Linked DNA regions of Mus musculus: regions 1, 2, 4, 5 and 6 are each linked to region 3. A link is a contact called in public promoter capture Hi-C data. All regions are on one chromosome and are shown on one strand. The core of a region is the stretch at or near the end of the contact, and the rest is flanking DNA. Distances in the headings are between cores, read along the strand shown. Region 1 holds the start of Krt17 (keratin 17). Region 2 holds the start of Jup (junction plakoglobin). Region 3 holds the start of Smarce1 (SWI/SNF related, matrix associated, actin dependent regulator of chromatin, subfamily e, member 1). Region 4 holds the start of Nt5c3b (5'-nucleotidase, cytosolic IIIB). Region 5 holds the start of Klhl11 (kelch-like 11). Region 6 holds the start of Cdk12 (cyclin-dependent kinase 12).

What was found. Promoter capture Hi-C pulls out the DNA fragments that hold promoters and counts their contacts.
Region 1: a promoter capture Hi-C map of embryonic stem cells shows a contact between it and region 3, with 5 times the contacts expected there. The contact joins the promoter of Krt17 here to the promoter of Smarce1 in region 3. A contact is called at or near these places in 9 of 39 promoter capture datasets (3T3-L1-derived adipocytes, cranial neural crest, embryonic stem cells and 3 more), 8 of 115 datasets of contacts at active chromatin or transcription factors (the NIH/3T3 cell line, acute myeloid leukemia, astrocytes and 3 more) and 1 of 9 other capture datasets (pancreatic islet).
Region 2: a contact with region 3 is called in a promoter capture Hi-C map of hematopoietic stem and progenitor cells, with 4 times the contacts expected there. The contact joins the promoter of Jup here to the promoter of Smarce1 in region 3. A contact is called at or near these places in 11 of 39 promoter capture datasets (the 3T3-L1 cell line, 3T3-L1-derived adipocytes, cranial neural crest and 7 more) and 3 of 115 datasets of contacts at active chromatin or transcription factors (the NIH/3T3 cell line, embryonic forebrain and embryonic stem cells).
Region 4: a promoter capture Hi-C map of hippocampal neurons shows a contact between it and region 3, with 8 times the contacts expected there. The contact joins the promoter of Nt5c3b here to the promoter of Smarce1 in region 3. A contact is called at or near these places in 5 of 39 promoter capture datasets (cranial neural crest, frontonasal cranial neural crest, hippocampal neurons and 2 more) and 2 of 115 datasets of contacts at active chromatin or transcription factors (embryonic stem cells and pancreatic cancer cells).
Region 5: a promoter capture Hi-C map of hippocampal neurons shows a contact between it and region 3, with 8 times the contacts expected there. The contact joins the promoter of Klhl11 here to the promoter of Smarce1 in region 3. A contact is called at or near these places in 14 of 39 promoter capture datasets (the 3T3-L1 cell line, the C10 cell line, cranial neural crest and 10 more) and 4 of 115 datasets of contacts at active chromatin or transcription factors (astrocytes, embryonic forebrain, forebrain and 1 more).
Region 6: a promoter capture Hi-C map of pre-B cells shows a contact between it and region 3, with 3 times the contacts expected there. The contact joins the promoter of Cdk12 here to the promoter of Smarce1 in region 3. A contact is called at or near these places in 2 of 39 promoter capture datasets (maxillary cranial neural crest and pre-B cells).

What each region holds. Positions count from the first base shown.
Region 1 is chr11:100,259,034-100,262,857 of GRCm38.p6, forward strand. Krt17 (keratin 17) reads right to left here and starts at 1,996. Exons shown (of 8, transcript NM_010663.3): 1 at 1,501-1,996; 2 at 662-744; 3 at 140-296. The coding sequence starts at 1,932.
Region 2 is chr11:100,395,668-100,399,275 of GRCm38.p6, forward strand. It overlaps Jup (junction plakoglobin), which reads right to left and starts at 2,123. Exons shown (of 14, transcript NM_010593.2): 1 at 1,969-2,123. Gm12348 (predicted gene 12348) reads left to right here and starts at 2,449. Exons shown (of 4, transcript NR_132425.1): 1 at 2,449-2,470.
Region 3 is chr11:99,228,856-99,232,454 of GRCm38.p6, forward strand. Smarce1 (SWI/SNF related, matrix associated, actin dependent regulator of chromatin, subfamily e, member 1) reads right to left here and starts at 2,162. Exons shown (of 11, transcript NM_020618.4): 1 at 1,547-2,162.
Region 4 is chr11:100,439,712-100,443,291 of GRCm38.p6, forward strand. Nt5c3b (5'-nucleotidase, cytosolic IIIB) reads right to left here and starts at 1,387. Exons shown (of 9, transcript NM_001102650.2): 1 at 1,333-1,387; 2 at 1,118-1,216; 3 at 474-543; 4 at 329-375. The coding sequence starts at 1,344. Klhl10 (kelch-like 10) reads left to right here and starts at 2,213. Exons shown (of 5, transcript NM_025727.3): 1 at 2,213-2,513. The coding sequence starts at 2,320.
Region 5 is chr11:100,471,222-100,475,126 of GRCm38.p6, forward strand. Klhl11 (kelch-like 11) reads right to left here and starts at 1,561. Exons shown (of 2, transcript NM_172565.2): 1 at 960-1,561. The coding sequence starts at 1,507.
Region 6 is chr11:98,200,687-98,204,661 of GRCm38.p6, forward strand. It overlaps Cdk12 (cyclin-dependent kinase 12), which reads left to right and starts at 2,619. Exons shown (of 14, transcript NM_001109626.1): 1 at 2,619-3,724. The coding sequence starts at 2,682. It overlaps Gm38963 (a long non-coding RNA gene), which reads right to left and starts at 1,944. Exons shown (of 4, transcript XR_880193.2): 1 at 1,845-1,944.

The sequences.
Region 1 (3,824 bases), core at 746-3,245, 1.0 Mb after region 3:
AGACTCTAAAGAAAAAGGGCAGCCCTATGGGATGACTAAACTCAACAAGCCCTCTCGCCCACGCCCTCCACTGCAGGTAACCCCAGGGCTCTGCCACCCACTCCTCATCTTCTTTGACCTGCTGACCCTGACTCCTCACCTCCTCGTGGTTCTTCTTCAGGTAGGCCAGCTCCTCCTTGAGATTCTCAATCTGCATCTCCAGGTCGGCTCTGGCCAGGGTCAGCTCATCCAGCACCCGGCGCAGGCCATTGATGTCGGCCTCCACGCTCATGCGCAGAGCCTGCTCTGTCTCAAACCTGCAATGAAAAACCAGAGACCTCAGGCCAGGATGCTCTAACAACATAGGTCTCTGTCCTGGTGTCATCTCTGCCTTCCCTTTGCCAAAGCCAGAACAACTGAGAGAGGATCAGAGGGTGGGATGGAAGCAAGTTGCAACCCTAACCCCAGGGACAACCACAAGACAAGACCCCATGCCCACTGGCTTCCTGACTCCTCCTCTGCTTCCCCCTCCCCCAGCTACCTTCAGAAGAGGCTGTCTTTGCTCATCCAACTAACGGCTCAGCTCATAACTCCCAGGCCCTCTCCCCTGTCCTCTGAGAAGTCATAGGGTAAGGGAAGCTGCCCCAGAATCCCCCTCAGCTTGTAACCCTCTGGGACTCACTTGGTACGGAAGTCATCGGCTGCCAGACGAGCATTGTCAATCTGGAGCAGGATGCTGGCATTGTCCACGGTGGCCACAAGGATCTGGAGAGATGACAAAGCAATAGGTCATTGAGTTTAGCATGGGTCAACCCAGGTCCACGTTCTGAGCCAGGCTTCCTGGCTGGAGGCTGGGATTCACTGCTTTCAGAGAAAACCCCTTTTCCTGCCAGCCACTCCCTACGCAGTGTTGCCCTTGTTGGCAGAGATGGACTGATGGGAGGGAGTCCAATGAGATGAAGCTTAGTGCTGTCTGCTCATGCCGACCCTCCTGGTGCCAGTCTCAGCCTGAGGGCTGAAGAGGCCTCAAGCTGGAAGGTGGAAGGAGTTAGATAATGTTGGAATATCCTTAGGGACAAAAGGAAATGCCAAGGAAGCCAGAAAAGAAAAGTCCCCAGAGCCTTCCCACAGGAGTCCACTGCCCTACCCCTCTCCTGCTTCCTCTCTTAGCATTGCTGTGGGGCACACTCTCAGAACCCAACCCCCAAGCCCCTTCTTCCTGGGACACTCACAAATCTAGCTCCACTCTACGGAACCAGCCCTCCACCTAGATCATGATTCCACCTCCTAGACCATGATGTCTCACAGTCTAGGCATCAATGACACGAAGACTGCTCCAGGAGGAAACAGACACTCAAAGGAGCCTCACAATGCCAGCTTGTTCCTGGCCCAGCCAGTTGCCCCTTCAAAGGGAAATGGGTCAAACTAGAACCTAGAGACCCTGTGGCAGCCCCAGTTGACTCCAGGCCTTGATGAGGGCAGGAGGTGGGTGGTTTATGCCCCTCCCGCCAGCAATCCTACCTTGTTCTTCAGATCCTCAATGGTATGGTAATAAGCGCTGTAGTCTCTGGCTGGCCCCGGGGCCTGCTTCTGGTACCAATCTCGGATCTTCACCTCCAGCTCAGTGTTGGCCTCTTCCAGGGCACGCACCTTGTCCAGGTAGGAGGCCAGGCGGTCATTGAGGTTCTGCATGGTGGCCTTCTCCCCTCCAGCCAGCAGCCCATCGACACCCCCAAAGTTGCCTCCATAACCACTGCCAGTGCCAAAGCTGTAGCAGCTGGAATAACTGTTGCTCCCAAGAGCACTACCCAGGCCACTAGCTGACCCCAGCCTGCAGGAGCCTGCACCCAGGCTGCCAGACAGTCGGCAGGAGGTCCGAGATGAACCTCCACCCAGGCCAGAGGAGCCCTTGATAGAGCTGGAGGAGGTAAACTGGCGGATGGTGGTGGTCATGGTGGCAGCGGGCAACGGATGTGGAGCTGGAGGGCTTGGGAGGAAGAGAGGCGCCAAGATGCGTGCTGCGCTGGGGCTCGCCTGCTTCCTTTATAGGGCAGCCAGTGGGCGTAGCGATTACAACAGGCTCTCCGCTGTTTCCATTCCCCTGGGCTTTCATCACCCCTGGACACCCGCCAGCTCCCAGGTGGCTATGGGCCCCCTCCCCTCCCACCTCTGGGCTCTGCTTCATTTCACCAAACCCTGTCCTGGGTATCATGGTCGTGTGTGTGTGTGTGTGTGTGTGTGTGTGTGTGTGTGTGTGTGTGCATGTGCGTGTGTCGGTCTGTCTGTCTCTGGTCTCAAGCCTGTCACCTGTGATTCAGGCAGGCCCTCCAGCTACGCTTTCCCATGACCTAATACGGACAAGAAGAGCTGGCGACATCACCTCTACCCAGCCCTCCCAGGCAGCTGCCACCCCAGTTTGATGGGAAATGAGGTAGGGAGTTAGGCACCCCACACACCTGAGGTGTCTTTCCTTCCCATCGTGCCACTACCCGCGTGTGAAAAGCCTGGATCTGGGGATTGGGGAAATCAGAAAGACCAAGTACACATCCTGACTTGAGAACTAGGTCTATACCCGCCAGGCCCACCACACAACACAGAAACTACCTCAAGCCTCCAATTGCCAACCTGGGCAGGAAATCAGAGCTTAGCAAAGAATGTGATGTCCAAACAGGCCCAGTTCACTCAAGCCGTGGGCTGGCATAGCACATCCTTTTGCTCGTCACTAGCTGCATCACCCCTGACCCAGGAATCACCCCTCTGAGCAGTCCCAACACCCAGGGATAAGGCCCATTCTTGCCAGTTTTCTGAAACTGTCCCCATCCCTGAGTCCCTTAGGAAGCCCAGACTTCCCTTTTAGATTTTTCTCTACTTCCTTCCTACAGTACAGCTTCCAGGACCAGGTGGGCAGACACGAGCTCAGCTAAAGTTCCAGGGAAAACAGAGCTATGCATAGGAGACTCCCTTATGAAAGGGAGTCTGTAGGGACCATGAATGAGTTGTTTCCTTTCACGTTCCTTACCCTTTTCTGTATCCTGATAGACCTAAGAGGATAGAACAGCTCAGGTCCCAACCAGAGGGAAGCAAAAAAAGATATCGCTTAACACTCTTACCCCACCCCATTCATGCCAGGTTCCCCAAGACAAAGACCACAGCATGATTCCCCAGGGTGGGCCACAGGCCCCACCCCCTAGCTCCACCTAGCCCCACCCACTATCCTAAGCCCAGCCCTCAGTCCCAGGGTCCTGGGAGGCCTGCTGGGCGGAATGAGGTCTTGTTTCAGACTGCCAATGGGTTCCTCCTCCCAGACAGGTCTAGACAGCCCCCATCGGCAGCTGGGAGAGGTTTCCCCAATAGCCCAGGCGCTGCCAAGCCACCAAAGCAAACAGGATGCCCCCCACACTCACAAACACCGCTGCCGCCGCCCCACCCCACACACACACACCCCCAGGGAGCCAGGTAGAGCCGGTCTAGCTTCTTGGGCTGAGACTACCAGGCTGCCACCCCCTCATCCATCAAGGTCCTCGACCACTCCAAGAAAGTTAGTTGCCTTTCCCAGTCAGACCCCTGTCCCTTTGTTTTAATACAGGTGTTCTCTAACAGGTGTGGTACCCAGAAAGCCTGCAGGCCCTCCCAGGGACCAGCAAGCAGGAGCCAGCCCCAGAGGCAGATTCTTAGAAAACAGGATGCTCCCCACCTCCACCCTCAATCCTTCCATCTCCTCCCCGTCTTAACTTCCAAAACAACCCAAGCCTGCATGGAGTGGGCAGAACAAGCAGGCAGGTGACAAGCGATACCAGACGCTTAGGTGAACCCTCCCCAGCTGCTGAGCCCACGCTGCCTGAGCC
Region 2 (3,608 bases), core at 873-3,372, 1.2 Mb after region 3:
CATGGAGAGGAGGGGAGACAGGTAGCATGAGCCTAATCTTCATATCCCCCCCCCCCCCCGTGCTTCCTGGAGGTGGTCACACTTATGTTACCCCCTCAACAGGACCTAAGGGGGTTACTCAAGGGGAGAGTCTGTCTGCCATTCCCACTCTCCAACGAAGCACCACCAGCGGCCTCCAGGTGAGTCACAGCAAGCAGCACTCATGACCCTCACCCCACCTTCCCTCTGCTCCAGGCTAGCGCTGGCATTCCTGCTCGGTCCCCCACAAGAAGGCTGATGGGGAGGGGCCTCCAAATGCCTATGAAAAGGCCACTCTTCGGATTTGTATAACCAGTGCAGCAAGGGCGAGTAGAAGTTCACAATTCCAGCCAGAGAAGCGCTCTCAGCACACGGAAGGCAAGGGGAGGGCGCGGATCACACTGTGCAGCCTCAGGGTGCCTGGCAGGGAAGAAACCTTCTACAGCAAAGACTTCCTCCTGTCCCACTTTCCCCGCCAAACACTCAGGAAAAGAGTGGGTGGAGGAGGGACTTCTGGCGAGTCCTCTAGAAAGAATGCACCTTCATAATCTAGAAACCCAGCGGACCGGCCAGCAACATTCCTGCCCTATGCTATCCTGCCTCAATTGTCAGCCAGCTAAATAAAATCGGGGATGGAATGGGGGAGTTAGGGAAAGACTAATCACTCTTCCTCATCTTCCTAGCTTGGCCCAGCCCTGTCCCAACCCCATTCCTGGGGAAGGGGCAGAGCTTGGGAGGACAGATACTTAGCAGGCCTCATATAAGGGGGTGTGATGGTCTCCGGAGGAGGGGGAAGGAAGAAGACACTTCCCCTTTCAGCAACGCCCCCACCCCACCCCCATTGGTCCCTACCTCAGGCCTTAGGGGCCTGGCAAACAGGATGGAGTTGGGGGCAGGGAGAACAGGGTCAAAGCGCACACACTGGCTACGTTCAGCTTGGAGCTGACTGGGGGAAGGGGTTTTCCTCCAAGAAGTACCACCAAGCCTAGAATCAGCTCTCAACAAGGAGACTAGAAAAATCCTAGAAAAGGCTCCCATGGTTACTTTCTCCTGGAAAGTTTGTTTGGAGTGATTTCTCAACAAGAATGGGTTGCAGAAATCAAAAGATATTGCTGTTTCCCTATCAACACTCTGGAAACCACAGCTACTAAAAACTGGGCGAGTGCTTCTTAAATTTTCTCTACCGGCCCAGACTCCAGGCCAAGCCACCAGTGTCAGACATCGGTAGGGCACTCAGCCCAGACCCTTCACCAGTTCCCCAGTCACCCTATCCCACCTCCGTAGGAGAAGGCATTGACCGGCGTACACTAGAGCGGAGGGAGGCGCCACAGGTCCAGCTCGGAGCTGCAGGGCAGGGCCTCCGTCTTCCAAGCGCTCACCTGCTCTGCTCAGCAGGTGGGAATTGCGTCCCTGGGAAAATGTGCACTCGGCCCCCACAGTTTGGAAAGCTGGGCGCAGACAATAGGGCCCCACCCAGGCCTGGGGGAGTAGGGAGGGAGGGAGAGAAAGCGAGGATGACGCGTGGGGTGCGGTGAGGGTGGCCCCAAAGAGACTAGGCAGCAAGTTTCCCAAACGGTAAATTCCTGTCACCGTGAGCTCCGGGACCAGGCGGAGCGGGTCAAAGTCTGCTCGGTCAGCTCCAGGGGAGAGTCAGGGACGCCGTGTTAGGCGAGCTCTGGGGCCCTGGGGGAGGCGCGAACTCCGAGGCACCTGCCCTAGTTCCTCCCCACCCTTCTCAGACCTGCGGTTCACCGAGCCTGGAGGGGCGCTCCAACCCAGATTGCTTGTCCCAAGGGTCCCGCGCCCCGGACCCCAGCGCGCCCCCTGTCGCTGGTGTAGGATGCGCTCCCTGACACCCGCCCTCACCTGCCCTGAAACCGCTGGAACCAGCCTCCCGGCCGCTTGCTGTCCCTACTCTCCCACAGTGATTCGTACCCCGATCGGGTGTACCTGAGCGTGGAGCCGGGCTGAGCCGAATCGGGGTCGGGTCTGGCCGGGAGGGAGCCGGCGCGGGCAGCGAACTGAGCTCGGCGCACTCGGGCGGCGGCTGCTCCGGACTCTGGCCAAGGCAGCAACTCAGTAACCGAACAAAAGGCAAAGGGACCTGACAGCCAAGCCACACCTCTCGCCCCCTCGAAGCTCCGCCCCCTAGGGAGACTCCCACCCTCTGAGGCTATCTCACTGGCTGCCCAGCCTGACTATCCCATCGAGGGGCGGAGCCTCGCGCCGGGACCTCTACCACGGCCGCCTCTGTTTATGCGCTCACCATTGGCCCCAGGGACTGCCACTCGACTCTGGGGTGGACGCCAACTTGAGGTCTCATCCTCACTCTGCATCTATTGGCAAATAGAAAGTTTCTTCTTTATGATTGGACAGAGGGCTGTCAGTAAGACTAAGGAAAAAGCCAATGGATCAGGTGGGGCGTGACTTGCCCCACCCTAGCCCTGAGCAGGTAAGACTCATTATTCTCCCCTTCCCCCCCTACCTGTCCAACAGGTGAGTCAGGGGGAGGCATGGGAAAGGACTGACGCCTTCACTAGCCAGCCAACTCAGCGTCAGGCTTATTCATTCTTGCCTCAACGTAGTAATAAGATGTTTGTAAAGCATTTCATAGGCTTTGTGCTGGGTTGGGATTTTCTCCCCCCTACAAAAGATGGAGTGTTCCCTGATCCCTTCTGTTTAGAATTAGCAGGCCTGGGTTTGGGTTCTCCCCTTAATCTTTGTATGACCTTAGGCTAGTTAGTGTACCTTTCACCCTGTATCTCTTCTGTAAAGTGGGTTCATTAGCTTTATCTATCTTAGGTTGGAGAGATTAAATGAAATAAGCTTTGTAGTAGCACTTAAACAGCTGAGGAATGTCAGTATTTAAACTGTCTCAGTTCGAGACAGTTCTTAAAAAGTGCTGGAGCAGCCAGGCAGTGGTGGCACTCGAGGAGGCAGAGGCAGGCAGATCTCTGTGAGTTAAGAGGCCAGCCTGGTCTTCAAAGTGGGATCGAAATGATCCATGTTAAAAGAATATTTTTAATGGGCTTGTGTGGTGCCTCAGTTGTGCAGATGTGACCACCCGAGTCTGATACCTCATGGAGGGAGACAACAGCCAAGTCTCACAGGTTGTCCTCTGTCCTCTGATCTCCCGCCTTGGCACAAGTGCCACACACATAAAAGTAAATAAAATGTAATGCGATTTTAAAACTACGCTCCAAAGAGATCACAAGACTAGGAAATATGGTACACTCTAAACTCCGACACCTTCTTTCTTTTTTTTTTTTTTTTGTTTTTGTTTTTGTTTTTGTTTTTCCAGACAGAGTTTCTCTGTATAGCCCTGGCTATCCTGGAACTCACTTTGTAGACCAGGCTGGCCTCGAACCCAGAAATCCACCTGCCTCTGCCTCCCGAGTGCTGGGATTAAAGGCGTGCGCCACCACGCCTGGGCCGACACCTTCTTTCAAGTCCCAGAGCAGAAGGGTCAGTGTGTTTTGGGGGTGGGGCGGGGGGGGGCTGGATACTGCTCCAGGGAGAAACAGACAAAGGAGATTAAATAATGATGTAAGGAAACTTTGACGGATTTGGGGGAAAATCAGACATTAGAT
Region 3 (3,599 bases), core at 912-3,411:
AAACGATTACTTAGACTGATAAAAAAAAATAATGACAATAGAATGTGATGTATTATCCGGGTGACCCCAACAAGGCCTACCAGATACTGACAACCCCTGATTAGAAGCTCTGCCTTATTTAGGGAACATCTTTCATTGAAACAGAGTCATGTCTTATTCCTGGAGGCAGTGTGAAAGGTAAGTCAGTATGATAACAAACTTTACATTCTCTTTTGTTGGTAAATAGTTTCATAAGAGCCGGGAACAATTTTCTGAGGCTACTTACAGGACACATGTTGTTCCTTTACAGCTCATTTCAGAAATTATCTCAGGTACTTTCTTGATACATCATCGGGACAGAATAAATTATATCTCGTCTCTGTATTCCTACATGGCTTACAAAGACCAGCGGCACTTTCCCTCCAACAACATGTGAATGTGCTAGGTTTTGCCTTGCAAGAGAGGAGGGATGGTCTAATTTATTACTGTATTATTCAAACATAGCTCAAGTCTTCATAAATTTGGTCCTAGTATGGCCAGCTCGAAACATGGACATATCTGAGCTTGTTCCTTACTCAACATAGACCACAAATGGTAATGCATAAGAGATGAAAACTTATTTTTAGAAGGATGGTGAATACACTTTTTTTTCTCCTAGTTTTCATTTTAAGGAAGTGCCTCAAATCATCAAGGTAAGAGTTTCTGATGTGGAAATAGCTAAGTTTTTTCAATTCATCTCTTTTTTTCCTTCCATCAACACCCAGTAGGCCTTGCTGTGGGGAGCCCCGACAGAAACTGTGACAGGGTCCCTGGTACCTTACACTTCACTGCTAATACTTACAAATGATTGCTCTCCCGGGCTAAGCATATAAACTCTAGTAGTGAGTGGATCTAACCATTGTGCCTGGGACGCAACTCTGTATTTATTGAATTAATTACCTTACTGGTCAGGCTTATAACACAGTCTTACTCACTAGTCACAACGACCCTACCCGATGCGTATGACTGTCCCCATTTTACAAAGGAAGAAAACAGTCTCGGGGCGATTAAGTGTCTAAGGCCAGAGACCCGGAATTGTCAGAGATGGGTTTAAACCCAACCCACACCGTCTCAGACTTCACTCCAGGCCACCCCGGGAATCCTTAAGTCGCTGCCTGAACCAAATAAAAAATAAAAATAAACAAAGGGGGGGGGGGACGACCACCTTCGTGGTGGGTGAGGATCCCCGCTGGCCTTGCCCAGAGGGTTTCCGGAGATCCTTTCCCTGGAGTTTTGTGGCGGGCGGAGGGCGAGCTTTTCTGGAAACTCCCCTGCAGGGGGTTGTGCATTGGTGCTCACCGGCGTCGGGAGTCCCGCGGAAAGGGACTACCGGCGCCTCCGAGGAGCTGTTCCGGACGGGGTTGCCCCGCCGCCGCTAGGCCTCACCGAGGCCGCACCGGCTCTAGCTCCCGCCTCGCAGCCGAGGCCGAACCCCAGCACCCCGCGGGAGCTCGGGGTCCCGCCAAGCAGAAACACCACCGCTCGCCACCCTTCCCCGACCGGGTTGGGCCCACTGGGAAACACTCACCCGCGGGCCGAGCAGGCGCCCGCAGCTCCGGCTTCGCTTCCCTTTGTCCCGCGCTCGCCCCGCCCCTCGCGCCGGAGCTTCCGCGCTCGCACTTTCCACACGCTCCCGGGAATTGTCTGCCGGCCGCGGCCGGCTCCCGGCAGACGAACAGCCCTTCCAGTGAGCACGCGGCGAGGCTTAGGGCGCCAAGGATTTTTAAAAAAAATTTCGTCAGGCTCCTGGGTTTCCTCAGAAGTCTTCCAATTTGGATCCCGTCCCAGTCGGGCGCCGATTCGTCACGGCGAGGAGGGCGGAGAAGGCTGGGCCGCGTTGCGGGCCCTGGTTCGCGGCCCGGCGGCAGGAACTGCGCAGACTGCGCGCCCGGGGCTTCACTGAGGCGGTGGGCGCCGCCGCGTGAGGCGGGCGCCGGAGGGGAAAGGCTCGCCGGAGCCTCTCCCGGGAGAGGGTGGGACGCAGTTCCCACACACCATGCACTCTGGCTTTTCCCTTCGCTCTGGTCTTCAGTCCTCCGCTGATGGACGTATGAATGGAGAAGATGGAGAATGTAGGCGGGGAGGACCCGGGTCGCTGCGTTTAGGTCCTTGCTGGCGCCCAGCGGGGCTCCCCTGCCTCCGCCTAAGCGAAAAGCAACACGGGAGTTTTGTAGTTTTCCCAGATGTTTCTAGAGGTCGAGTGATGGCGGCGGGTTTCTGCGCCTAGGGTCCTCAGATGTCAGCTCACTCCTTCCAGCTGGCATACCTGTGACAATTCACATCCCTTCCCAGGAGGGCCAGTTCAGCTCAGCCTCGCTTGTCTTTAAACAGTTCAGTGTTTCTTTGTGATGCCCTCCTGGAACTTTCCCAAGCCGGTCCTGTATCTGATACCCTCTATATGGGATTGGGCCATCTGCTATCTTGGAAAGTCTTGAAAACAAAGTTTTAGGCATCTGGACCGGACAATTTCATAATTACCAATGATTTCTAAGGGCTAGACATGTAATTGTTCAGTGAGTGTGCGTGGAGCCACCTTTCTGGACCATTCCAGGGCTATTTTTTTTTTAAACTAATTAACGAATACTTTGGCGGATTATACAAAGTAGAGAACACTTGGCTAGTGTGGGTCACGTCACGGTGGAGGAAAAATGAACAGAGCATCTGTGGTTATCTAAGGTCAATGTTAGCATCTAGAGAAACTGGCTGAATGCTGGGACTACCTGTTGGCCCTTATCCTGGTTGTGACAACAGGAAGTGAGGTATCTTTAGAAGTGATAAGTGATAATACTGTCCAGTTCTTCCATCGCCCAATATTTTCATACTCTGGTGAAATTATCGAAATGAACCGGTATTGTAAGGAAAGACTAAAGGAGAGGTTTGTTTTGTTTTGTTTTCAGATGAATGCATAGCATAAGGGAATGATCTGAAAATGTTTTTTTTTTAACACAAAGAGCATAGAGAAGGTGAATGTAGGATCCACACAATTACAGCAGGGATCCAGTGGCTTCTTCCTCTGCCCAGTAATTCCAGCCTTGTTACTTCCCGGTCTTAGCAAGGACTATGGAATGGTGGAAAAGGGGGTACAGGCACAGTGCTCCGGAGCATGTGTGCACGCGCATGCATGCTGCAAGGTGCCATTCCCAGCTGGGCAGTTAGTTCTCTGAAACTCAGCGGTGTCTGCATGCTGTGGTGGGAAAGGGCTGGCACAAAATTGGCTTAAAAAAGGGGAATTGATTGAGTTCTAAGTGGACAGCGGCATGGCATTCTTTCTTGTTCTTTTTACTTCTGTGAGGCGCTAGGGATTGAATCCAGGGTCCCGAACAGGTCCTGCAGCACTTTTCTTTCCTTTCCTTTTTTCTTTTTTTTTTGGTTTTCCGAGACAGGGTTTCTTTGTGTAGCCCTGGCTGTCCTGGAACTCATTCTGTAGACCAGGCTGTCCTCGAACTCAGAAATCTGCCTGCCTCTGCCTCCCGAGTGCTGGGATTAAAGGCGTACGCCACCACACCCGGCCTGCAGCACTTTTCAAATAATGCTGTCTACTATTATATCTCCCCAGAATTATAGGATTTTATAATTATGGT
Region 4 (3,580 bases), core at 137-2,636, 1.2 Mb after region 3:
TCCTTGTCTGGCTGAGACTTAATATGTAGAGCAGGTTGGCCTCGAACTCACAGAGATCTGCTGCCTCTGCCTTCTGAGTGCTGGGATTAAAGGTGTGCGCCACCAACACCCATGCAGCTTCCTTTTCCTTGCCTAAGTGACCTTGAACTCTTTCTGGAATCCAGGCAGCCTCTGAACTTGGGATCCTCCTGTCTCAGCCTCTGGGATTACAGGTCTCCCCACACTGTGTTTAAGGAACGGAGTTTCTTAAGATTTCAGTCCTGGACGCTGTGGTTCAACCCCAGAAGCATACCACAGCCATGTTTGAGCAAAGAAGGGAATGACCCACCTCTTTGCGACAATCCTCACTGATAATTTTGCTGTTATCCAGAATATCTGAAAAAAGAAAACACACACACACACAAGACTCCCTTTATTTGCTCCATAGCAGTTGTCATCTTGAGCCCTACAAGGAAAGCTAAAATGTGACTTACTGTGGGAAGAAGGGCATCGCTGTCCATTGTAAGCAAATCTGCTCAGGGTCATGTCAAAATCGGAAATCACCTAAGAGACAAAGGGCGGATGATGGTGGTTGACTAGGTTGACTGACTAGGTTGACTAGGTTGACTGACTAGGTTGACTAGGTTGACTAGGTACTGGTCTATCCTGGCCCTTGCCTCAGCCTGGGGTAGCGGAGGAAGTCTAACCAAGCTGCAGCAAAGCCTTTGCAAGGTTAGGGAGAGACAGAAGAAAGAAGGAAAAAAGTGACATCCTGTGTCAGGACACGAGTTAACCCTGAAGAAAACAAAGTCCCCCAAATGTGGGGGTGACTTTCTGTGGCATCTTTATACACTGGTTCTTTCTTAAGGTGCCTTCCGACCTTTGTGGATCTCCCTTATCTTCGACTGGGGGAGGGAGGGGGGCCTCCACCCACTTGCTTTCTAAAACCAAGCGGCAGGAAAAGGGTCACATCTGACTACTCTGAAAGTTGGCTACTGGGGGAGGTAGGCTCTTTCCCGAGGTGAACCAATCTGTTTGTCCATGACCACCCTAGGGCGCAGGCTCGCAGAGCGCGAACCCCAGTTGGCGGGAAGGCCGCAGGGCAGGCACCCTCCCGCCCTACCCCAAGCCCCGGTACCTGCAGGCGGTCTCCTCCGCCCCTGCGAAGGGCGCCCACAATTTCCTGCACCCGTCCGGGCTGCCGCATCAGGACCGTGGCCTTCATCAGGCTGCTTACCTGTCGTGAGACCCAAGAGACCCGCTGACCCGAGAGCCGCGATGGGCATCAGGACAGCTGGGTCTCTCCGCACCCGCGATCCCGCCACGCGGGACCGTCCCCGCCCGTGGCCTCACCTCCTCCGCCATCACGCCGCTGGCCTGGTGGGCGGCCCCGAAGACAGCGCCCGCCTTACAGCCACACTGCGCAGGCGTCGCCTCGCACTAGTCGCGTCGGTCTAGGAGCTGCAGGCCGTTTCCAGGCTGGCTCCGGATACTGGCAGGAGAAGCAAGAGTGGGGAGTGCGGGGGTGTGTGGGGGAAGATGGTCTACTGTGTGTGGGGGTGGGGGAACGTTGGGGGGCGAGGGGGGGGAGTACCAAGACGCTGGGGTCCTGTATGTGGGCTGGCTGTCATGAGGCTTTGGTGTGTATGGGCGCCTGTCACTCACTCTTTCTGGAACACAAATGCAATCTTTACTGGGGTTGGGGGTCACTGCTTAGTGAGAGAGTTCTTGCCTGCAGGTATGAGGCCCTGAATTTCATCCCCTGCATTGCAAAGAACAACCCACTAGGTATTCAAGTGCATTTTGGACAGGGGGTGTATCCAGGAGACACTTCCCTAACTGGCTCTTCATCAGCACCACAAGCAAAGTAAGGCAGTAAGGCATCTCAGGGGCTGGAAGACCCTGGCCAGCATGATATTTGATCAGCTCTGCTTCTGCCTCTGCACCCATGGGGAGCCCAGAGAGAGCTTTGGAAGGATGCTGCAGGGAGGTGGGGACCCAACCTGAAGATGCAACAAGCAGCAGACTCAGTAAAGGCTCAATTGTGTTGGTGGTCACAGTTCTGCCCTAGGTCTGAGGTCGAGGAAAGAGATGTGGGGTGGTCTACCTGTATGTTCTGGGGGGAGGGGGAGGAAAAGAAGGGGCAAGAAGGGGGTTCCAGAACCTGAGAGCACAATCCTGAGTGATCTCACTGCCCAGGATTCTGGAACTTGGGCTGCCTGATGGTCCCTATATGAAAGATGTAGTAGGGAAAAGGAGCGACAGCTGGCTAAAGGGGCCCCCCATAACCCTCCCCAACACCCCAGGAGAGCAGCCTCTCTCCCCTGGTCCCAAGGAGCCATGGAGATGGAGAGCACCGCTGCCTCCACCCGGTTCCACCAGCCTCACATGGAAAGAAAGATGAGTGCAATGACCTGTGAGATCTTCAACGAGCTCCGGCTTGAGGGCAAGCTCTGCGACGTGGTCATCAAAGTCAATGGCTTCGAGTTCAATGCCCACAAGAACATCCTCTGTAGCTGCAGCTCCTACTTTAGGTACACCGGAGGGGGGGGGGGAAGCTGAGCCGTGTCTCCCATCACTGAGGCTCTGTGTTTGTTTATAACTGGTTTGAGCTGTTCTCAAGTCTAAGCTTTGTAGGTTGACAGCATGCCATTGCAGCGTTAAAAAAAAAAGTTGGACAGACCTGATCCTACACTCTAGATAAGGCTCCGAAAGGACCAGTTTATAATCCAGGCATAGTGGCTCAGGCCTGTAATCCCAGCAACTGGAGAGGCTGAGGCAGGAGAATCAGTAGTTCAAGGGCAGCCTGGGCTATAGAGAATCTATTTCTAAAACAAACAAACAAACAAAAAAACCAAAACAACAACAACAGGAAGATAGTAAATATCTTTTTTTTAAAGTTTGTATTTATTCATTTATTTTATAGATGGATATCTTGCCTGCATGTATGTCTGTCTGGGCCACATACATGATGCGCCTGAAGAGGCCATAAGGGGACATTGGGTCCCCTGGGACAGGCATTGCAGACTGTTGTCAGCTACCATGTAGGTGTTTGGCATGGAACCTCGTGTTCTGTTGAAAAGAGACCCATCTCTACAGCTCCAAGATGTTAAATAGCTTAAGCTCAGCGGGCCATGTACTCTGGCAACCGTTCAACCTCTGCCTTTCTATCAGGAACTGCCAAACAAGGCCAGGATGTTTCTGTCCGTCTTTAATCCCGGTACTTGGGAGGCAGAGGCTGGCAGATCTCTGGGAGTTCTAGGCCAGCCTGGTCTACATGGGGAGTTCCAGGGCTACATAGGTGAGACCCTGCCTTAAAAAAAAAGAAAAGGGGGCTGGTGAGATGGCTCAGCAGGTAAGAGCACCCAACTGCTCTTCCAAAGGTCCTGAGTTCAAATCCCAGCAACCACATGGTGGCTCACAACCATCCGTAATGAAAGCTGACTCCCTCTTCTGGTGTGTCTGAAGACAGCTACAGTGTACTTACATATAATAAATAAATAAATTAAAAAAAAAAAAAAAGAAAAAGAAAAAAATGGGCCCAGAAGACAGGATTAATACAAATTATTTATGGACACTGAAATTTGAATAGTTTTAAAGT
Region 5 (3,905 bases), core at 311-2,810, 1.2 Mb after region 3:
AAATAGTTCCTCTCAGCCTGGTCTATAGATTGAGTTCCAGGACAACCAGCATTACATAGTGCGAACCTGTCTCAAAACAAAGAAATAAAAAAACAAAACCTCCTCTCCATTAGGGCCTATGACGCACAGTCCCACACCTCAGTCTGCCTCACAGCTGTAATAATTATTCAACATGCTATATATTCGCTGTTAAACATCAGAGAGTTTGATAAGGAAAAGGATTTTCATGTGTTTTGATCACTGCTGGATATACCCCCTCCCCCAGCACTGTAACGAGGTCAGTGTCTAGCGCTCCAGAGGTATGTGTTAAAGGATTTGTAACAGTACCAGCATCTCCACCTGCCTCCGAACCAACCTCTGTGGCGTCCTTTCTGGCTCCCCACAATCCATTTTCCACAATCCACTTTTCACTTTTGAAATATTTAAATATTTCGTATTTAAATATTAAAATCAGATAATCTCTCTACCCAGTTTCCCATCCATCACACTCAATAAAATCCAAACATTCCTCACACACACCCTCTGGTCTTTAAACCCAGCATATCCGGAATCGCTGGATTTTCTTTTTAACGTCCTTTCTTCTCTAAGCCAGCCTGGACCCTGACTGAGGCCTTTGGGAAGCCTGTAATGTGCACCCATTCCCTTTTGTACGGCCAATTTCTCTTGCCACTGCGAAGCTGGTTTAAATGACATTTCCTCCGATCCGTAGCTAGCCCTTCACCGTTTTTTAAATGTCATCATCACAGGAGTCGAACACGACCCACCGTTTTTCATCGCCTTTGTCCCTACCACCTGAAATCTGCGCTCAGGGGTGCAATGCGCACAAGCTAGACTCTCAGGGGGCATCCTCAGTGCCAGGCGCGGTGGCTGTCCCGTCGCGGGCATAATGAGGGAGCTGGCACCACAGACACTGCCCCCCACCCCCCAACCCAGCCCTCGCTCGCCCACGGTCGTCTCACCTGTCGGCCAGCTCCAGCACCTCGTGCACGCTGCCGGTGCTCACTCGGATGCGGCCGGTGTACATGTACTCGATAACGGCTTCCACCGTGTCAGGTTCGGGTCCGGGCTCTGAGCTCCACTTGCGCATCTCCACCCGGCCCGAGCGCGATTCCGAAAACTGACCCGAGAGTAAGGGCGTGAAGTACTCGGTGGCAGCGGCCAGCACCGAGCGGTGGGCACGGAACTCGCGACCTCCGGCCCCGCCGAAGCACAGGGTGATGTCGCAGAACAGGCCTTGACGCCGCTGCTCGTTCTGCCGCCAGGACAACTCGGAGCAGTGAGTGCTGCACTCGAAGTCCTCGGCCTCTGGGCCCGGATCGCTCCCGCCCGTGTCGACGAGGGTAGAGATGCCGGCCCCGGTCACGAAGTCTACCGTGCCACTGCCTCGGACCTCAGCGGCCAGGCTCGCGGAACCGGCGACGGCAGTCTCCATGCTCTCCATCTCCAGCACTTGAAAAGATGCAGCCGCGGCCGCAGCGGCAGCTGCCGCCGCCACAGCCGCCGCCATCTTGACGCCGCCGTACCGGCCCCCTCAGCTTCCGAACGGTGCGGCAAGTCTGATGCGACACAGAGGCATTCTGGGATTAAATAGTGCGCGCGGGGCGGAGCCGCGCCTGCGCACTTCTGCCGTGCTTACGCCCTCTAGCGAGGCAAGCGCAGTTCTCGGAGCCAGAAAAAAACTCAGGTCTACCTTTTCTCGCCCCTCCATTATGGTGGCCCCCTGTGCTTGTTTTGTTGAATTTTCTTCTACTTTATGTTGCTTTGGAGTGTATCCTCGCCATCACACGCACACACATTTTTTGTTTGTTTGTTTGTTTTTTAACTTTGTAGACCATGATAGCCTGGAACTCACAGAGATCCACCTTACCCCTGCCTCTGCTGGCCTGTGCCAATCCCAGCACTTGGGAGGCAGAGGCAGGCTGATCTCCCTGAGTTCGAGGACCTAGTCTCAGAAAGGACAGCCAGGAATACACAGAGAAACCCCGTCTTAAAACACAAAACGATTGACTTTGGAGAGAAAGTAATTTTTAAATTTTATTCTTATCAAAGTGTCTGTGCACAGGTCCTACAGAGGACAGGTAGGTGTTAGATTCCCAGTAGCTGGAGTTAAAGGCGGTTAAAACCCCCCTGATAAGGGTGTTGGGAGCCAACAATCAAACTGATTCTCTGAGAGAGTACTCCTAACTGCTAAACTATCTTTCCAATCCAGGAGGGGGGCAGTATAAAGAAAAATAACTTCGTTAAAGTTATTTATTTTTGCAGGTGTCTCTCATGTAGCCCAAGGTGGCCACACACTTGCTGTGTAGTTAAGGATGACTTTGAACTCCTGATTCTTCTCCTGGATTTTGGGATTACTAAAATGTTCCTGAGCACACCCAATTTTGTTTTGTTTTGTTTGTTTGTTTTTTGTTTTGTTTTTTGAGACAGGGTTTCTCTGTGTAGCTATGGCTGTCCTGGAACTCACTTTGTAGACCAGGCTGGCCTCGAACTCAGAAATCCACCTGCCTCTGCCTCCCAAGTGCTGGGATTAAAGGCATGCGCCACCATTGCCCGGCGAGCACACCCAATTTAACATGAGCTATGTAAGAAACCAGGGCAAGCCTGGCGTGGTGGCGCACTTCTTTAATCCCAGCACTCGGGAGGCAGAGGCAGGCAGATTTCTGAGTTCGAGGCCAGCCTGGTCTACAGAGTGAGTTCCAGGACAGCCAGGGCTACACAGAGAAACCCTGTCTCGAAAAACAAAAACAAAAAAAAAGAAACCAGGGCAGTTTAGTCACCCCAGCACCAATAAGTAAATAGCCCTAAAAATTACATTTATTTATTTTTATGGTAGGGTATTCGTGTGGAGTACAAAGCACAATTTAATGAACATCACTACGTTAGAGGATAGAACTCGAACTTGAGTCATTAATTAGACTTGGTTGGTGTTAGGTGCAATTAGCCATATTTTTTGCCCATAAAACAGAATATTTGTTTGTTTGTCTGTTTGTTTATAGGCAGGGTTTCAGCTAGGTAGGGGTGACTGTCCTGGAACTCACTCTGTAGACCAGTCTGGCCTTGAACTCACAGAGTTCACCTGCCTCTGCCTCCCAAGTTCCACCGGGCTGAGAAAATTATTTTCAAAAGGTAGTAAAGCATAAGACTTTGAGTCTTAGGCTGGTAAAAGTAGCACACACCTGTAACTCCAGCCGTTGGGACGCTAAGGCAGAATCATTTGTGGGAAGACAACCTGAGCTGTCTCAAAAGAAGACCGAGTCTCAGCTAGGTGGGTGAAGGTGAGGAATTACTTATGTCTGATTTCCTAAAAATGGATGTTGCCGACCTTGGAAGAACACAGAATGAAATGGAGGATCTTTGAATTTCAGAACAGGCTAGTCTAGTGAGTTTTGGGACAGCCAGGGCTACATGGAGAAACCCTGTCTCAAAAAAAAAACAAGTTGGGCATGGTGGCCCACGCCTTTAATCCCAGCACTCAGGAGGTAGAGGCAGGCGGATTTCTGAGTTCGAGGCCAGCCTGGTCTACAAAGTGAGTTCCAGGACAGCCAGGGCTACACAGAGAAACCCTGTCTCGAAAAACCAAAAAACCAAAAAACAAACAAACAAATAAAAGCCTTTAACTCTTTTTACATTCTTTAGTATAGGTGTGTAGTATTGTCATTGCATGTGCCTTGCACACCTAATGTTAGAGAACTTTTCCTTCCACATCATATTTACATGGTCAGGCTTAGCAGCAAATGTCTTCACCTGGCAAGCCTTCAACTTGATTTTTTAAATGTCACTGATAGAGGATGGATTGTACCAGGACAAAAGAGGAAATAAAGGCACCAATTAAGTAGAGCAGATATGGATCAGAGGAGAGTTCAAGGGTAAATGAACAGAACTTGGAACCCAGTAGAGCAGAAGAG
Region 6 (3,975 bases), core at 1,369-3,868, 1.0 Mb before region 3:
GTTATTGTAACATTAGTTAAACTTCCTGTATAATCTGTCCTTTAACTTTCTTAAGGCTTATTTTTGTTGTAATTGCACTGATGTTTTGCCTAGAGGCATCATCTGTGGAGGGGTGTTGGATCCTCAGAACTGGAGTTGTAAGCTGCAACCTGCATGCTGGGAATTGAACCTGGGTCCTCTCGAGAGCACCCAACCAGTCCTCTTAACCGCCCAGCCAGCTCCATGGCTCTACAAGAACTGTCTCCCCAGGCCTGTTAAGTTCCTAGCTGTATAATCTGAACAGCAACTTTCTGACCTGCTTTGTAGTGGAATTTGTAGGCAAGGGACTGTCGACCCAGAGCTCTGACGCCTACCCTGGAGGCCCTGCAGACCAAGCAATTGAAGCATGCCTGGAATCATTGAGTTCACAATTTTTTTGCAACATAAAGCAATTCATTTTTTTCCCCATTTTATTATCGAGAGTTTGTGTAGCCCTGGTTGTCCTGGAACTCACTCTGTAAGCCAGGCTGGCCCTGAACTCATTAATCTGTCTGCCTCCCAAGTGCTAAGATTAAAGGTGTGCCACCACTGCCCCGCTCAAGAGCATTTTTTATTCTCACAGACACTCTTCTCACTGGTTGTGAAAATTCACAGAGTTTACAAATTTTGTCTTCAAATTTTTGACAGTCCCACATGCCATCACTCGCCTATTAAACTCCTGTGTGGTGTTTTGATGCTTAGGCATCAAATGTGAGCTCCAGGCTAACTGGAGAACTTCTCTGAGAGAGTAGGCAAGATGAGGGAAGAAAAGGAAAAAGGAAAAGGAAGGAAAAATGAAAATTTGGACATAAGATGTCCTAGGGTAGAATTTTTGTTTTGTTTTTCGAGTCAGGGTTTCTCTGTATAGCCTTGGCTATCCTGGAACTCACTTTGTAGACCAGGCTGGCCTTGAACTCAGAAATCCGCCTACCTCTGCCTACCTTGCCTCTCAAGTGCTGGGATTAAAGGCGTGTGGCAACGACCAGCTTAGAATCTTATCCACCCTAAAATGTAGTATAAAAGAAATACTTCCAGAGCCTGGCGGTAGTGGTACACAGAAACCGTCTCGAAAAGCCAAAAAAAAAAAAAAGAAATAAAAAGAAAAATACTTCCAGGAGACGTTACAACTGGCACTTCCTGAAGGTAGTGCACATAGGCTTAGACACGTTTTTTTCCCCGAGTCTCATTGTCTTCTCTGTTTGTAGAAACTGGACGTTTGTTATGGTAAAACATCCCAGCAGTCGAGAAACGGCTGAGGCTGAATAGCCACAACTGGGAGTCCAGCCTGGGTTACTAAGAACGTGCTGTAAGACATCCTGACATTTCCCCCAACTTTGGCACTCTAACCTTTCTACTGACTAGCCCCCCTGAATCCGGGAGTCCTTGCCTGTAAATTCGCAATGAGGACAGTGTCCCATGGGTGTGAGGGCAGAGAAAATGAATGCAAAACGCCTAAACTCAGCAAATTCCGCAGTACCAAGCGTTGTTTGCACATTCAGACTTAAAGCAGGGCGGTGGTGGTGCGTGCTCCATGCCCTTAATCGCAGCACTCCGGAGGCAGAGGCAGGCGGATTTCTGAGTTCGAGGCCAGCCTGGTCTACAGAGTGAGTTCCAGGACAGCCAAGGCTACTCAGAGAAACCCTGTCTCAGAAACCCAAGCCCTACCAGAATCCCCAATATTCAAACTTGCGCTGTAATGTCCCCAATGTTCACTTGTCCCTTGTTTTTTTTTTTTTTTTTAAACCCTATTAAATCAAAAGACTTCTTACAAGCTGTGCTAAGACCCATCCCCACCGGAACCTGGGGATATTTAATCAAAGAATTACCATTTAGGTTTAAATTTTAAAGGTAATCTCCGCAACTTCCGCTCCTATAAAGCCCCCCAAAAGGGGGAGTTGGAAAAGTATCGCGAGAATCTAACGGGCTGCGTTTGCGGCTTGGGTCCCGTTCTCGCGTTTTCTGGTGAAGGAATGTGTCGAGGTGAAAAGGGAAGCGCCAAGTATCGCGGGAGTCCAGCGGAGTCTCGCGATACTTGCGGCATTCGCCCCTCCCCCTCCCCCTCTAGTGCCGTTTCGGTTTAATCTAGTGTGTGAGTGAGTCTGGGCGAGGGAGTGAGATGTGGCTGTGAGGTGTCGGTGTGAGGCGGAGGCTAGCGAAGGGGGCTCCCTCAGGCACGAGGGACAAAGGGGGGGAGCTGAGGCAACCTAGGCCGCGGAGGCCTGGCGACAGGAAGCCAGCCGCCCCGAGCCGGGCGACCGGGTAGGGGAAGGGCCTGCGTAGTCCTCCCGGGGCTCCAGAGCCGCCGTCGGCCCCACAGGCTCCGGCGGACGCCTTCCTACTTCCTTGAGCGCCAGGGCTCGCGGGCCCGAATATCGGCTCGGCGGGGGTGGGCGGCCGTGAGGGGCGGACTCGAGCAGCTCCCGGCGTCGCGCTCCTCCCGTGCCGAGGAACTCTTGGTTTCTTCCCTCTCTCCTTCACCCCCCACCTCATGTAGGAGGGCGCTGAGGCGGCGAGAGGGAGGAGGAGCCTCGCCTGCGGTCCCTGCCCTCCCCACCCCCGTCTAGGGGCTCTTCGGGGGGCGTGGAGTCGGGGCTGGGGGGGAGGGTGGGGCTTTTTGGAGCGCCGGGGAACTTTTTCCCCTGCTTCAGGCCCGGGGAAAGGGAATGCCCAATTCCGAGAGACATGGGGGCAAGAAGGACGGGAGCGGAGGAGCTTCTGGAACTTCGCAGCCGTCATCGGGAGGTGGCAGCTCCAACAGCAGGGAGCGTCACCGCTTGGTGTCGAAGCACAAGCGGCATAAGTCCAAGCACTCCAAAGACGTGGGGCTGGTGACCCCCGAAGCGGCATCTTTGGGTACCATAATCAAACCACTGGTGGAGTACGATGACATCAGCTCTGATTCAGACACCTTCTCCGATGACACGGCCTTCAAATCAGACCGGAGGGAGAACGAGGAACGTCGGGGAACGGATCGGAGCGATCGCCTGCACCGACATCGTCACCACCAGCACCGGCGGTCCCGAGACTTGCTAAAAACTAAACAGACGGAAAAGGAAAAAAATCAGGAAGTCTCCAAATCTGGATCTATGAAGGACCGGGTATCGGGCAGTTCCAAACGGTCCGTGGAGGGGAGTGATGATTATGGGAAGGCCCAGCTATCCAAAAGCGGCAGCAAGGAATCCAGGTCGTCCAAAATGCACAAGGAGAAGACCCGCAAAGAGCGAGAGTTAAAGTCTGGATACAAGGACCGGAGTAAAAGTCATCGGAAAAGGGAAACACCCAAAAGTTACAAAACCGTGGCTAGCCCTAAACGGAGATCCAGGAGTCCCCATAGGAAATGGTCTGACAGTTCCAAGCAAGATGACAGCCCTTCCGGAGCTTCTTATGGCCAAGACTACGATCTTAGCCCCCCAAGGTCTCACACTTCTAGCAACTATGACTCCTACAAGAAGAGTCCTGGAAGTACCTCAAGAAGGCAGTCAATCAGCCCACCTTACAAAGAGCCTTCTGCTTACCAGTCCAGCACTCGGTCACCCAGTCCTTACAGCCGACGACAGAGGTCTGTGAGTCCCTATAGCCGGAGACGGTCCTCCAGCTATGAAAGGAGCGGCTCTTACAGCGGGAGATCACCCAGCCCCTATGGCCGAAGGCGATCAAGCAGCCCTTTCCTGAGCAAGAGGTCTCTGAGTCGGAGTCCACTCCCCAGGTGAGCTGTTGTCTGTCCTTCCTAAGGTAGGGTCGGTTGGGAGGAATTGAAAATGAGTCTTTAACATTTTGTTAAAGCTTTCAGTGTTCTTCTTTGACAAGTCATTTAGGTAAGTTTGGCTTTCCCCTCGCCCAATTGAGAAGTAAACATTCCAAGTGCCTCCAACTATTCAAGCAAGGTAGGTAAGGTACTTTGCAGTAATGGAGAACTTTCAGCTGTGAGAACTTGCTTCTACCTAGCGGGTGCATAGT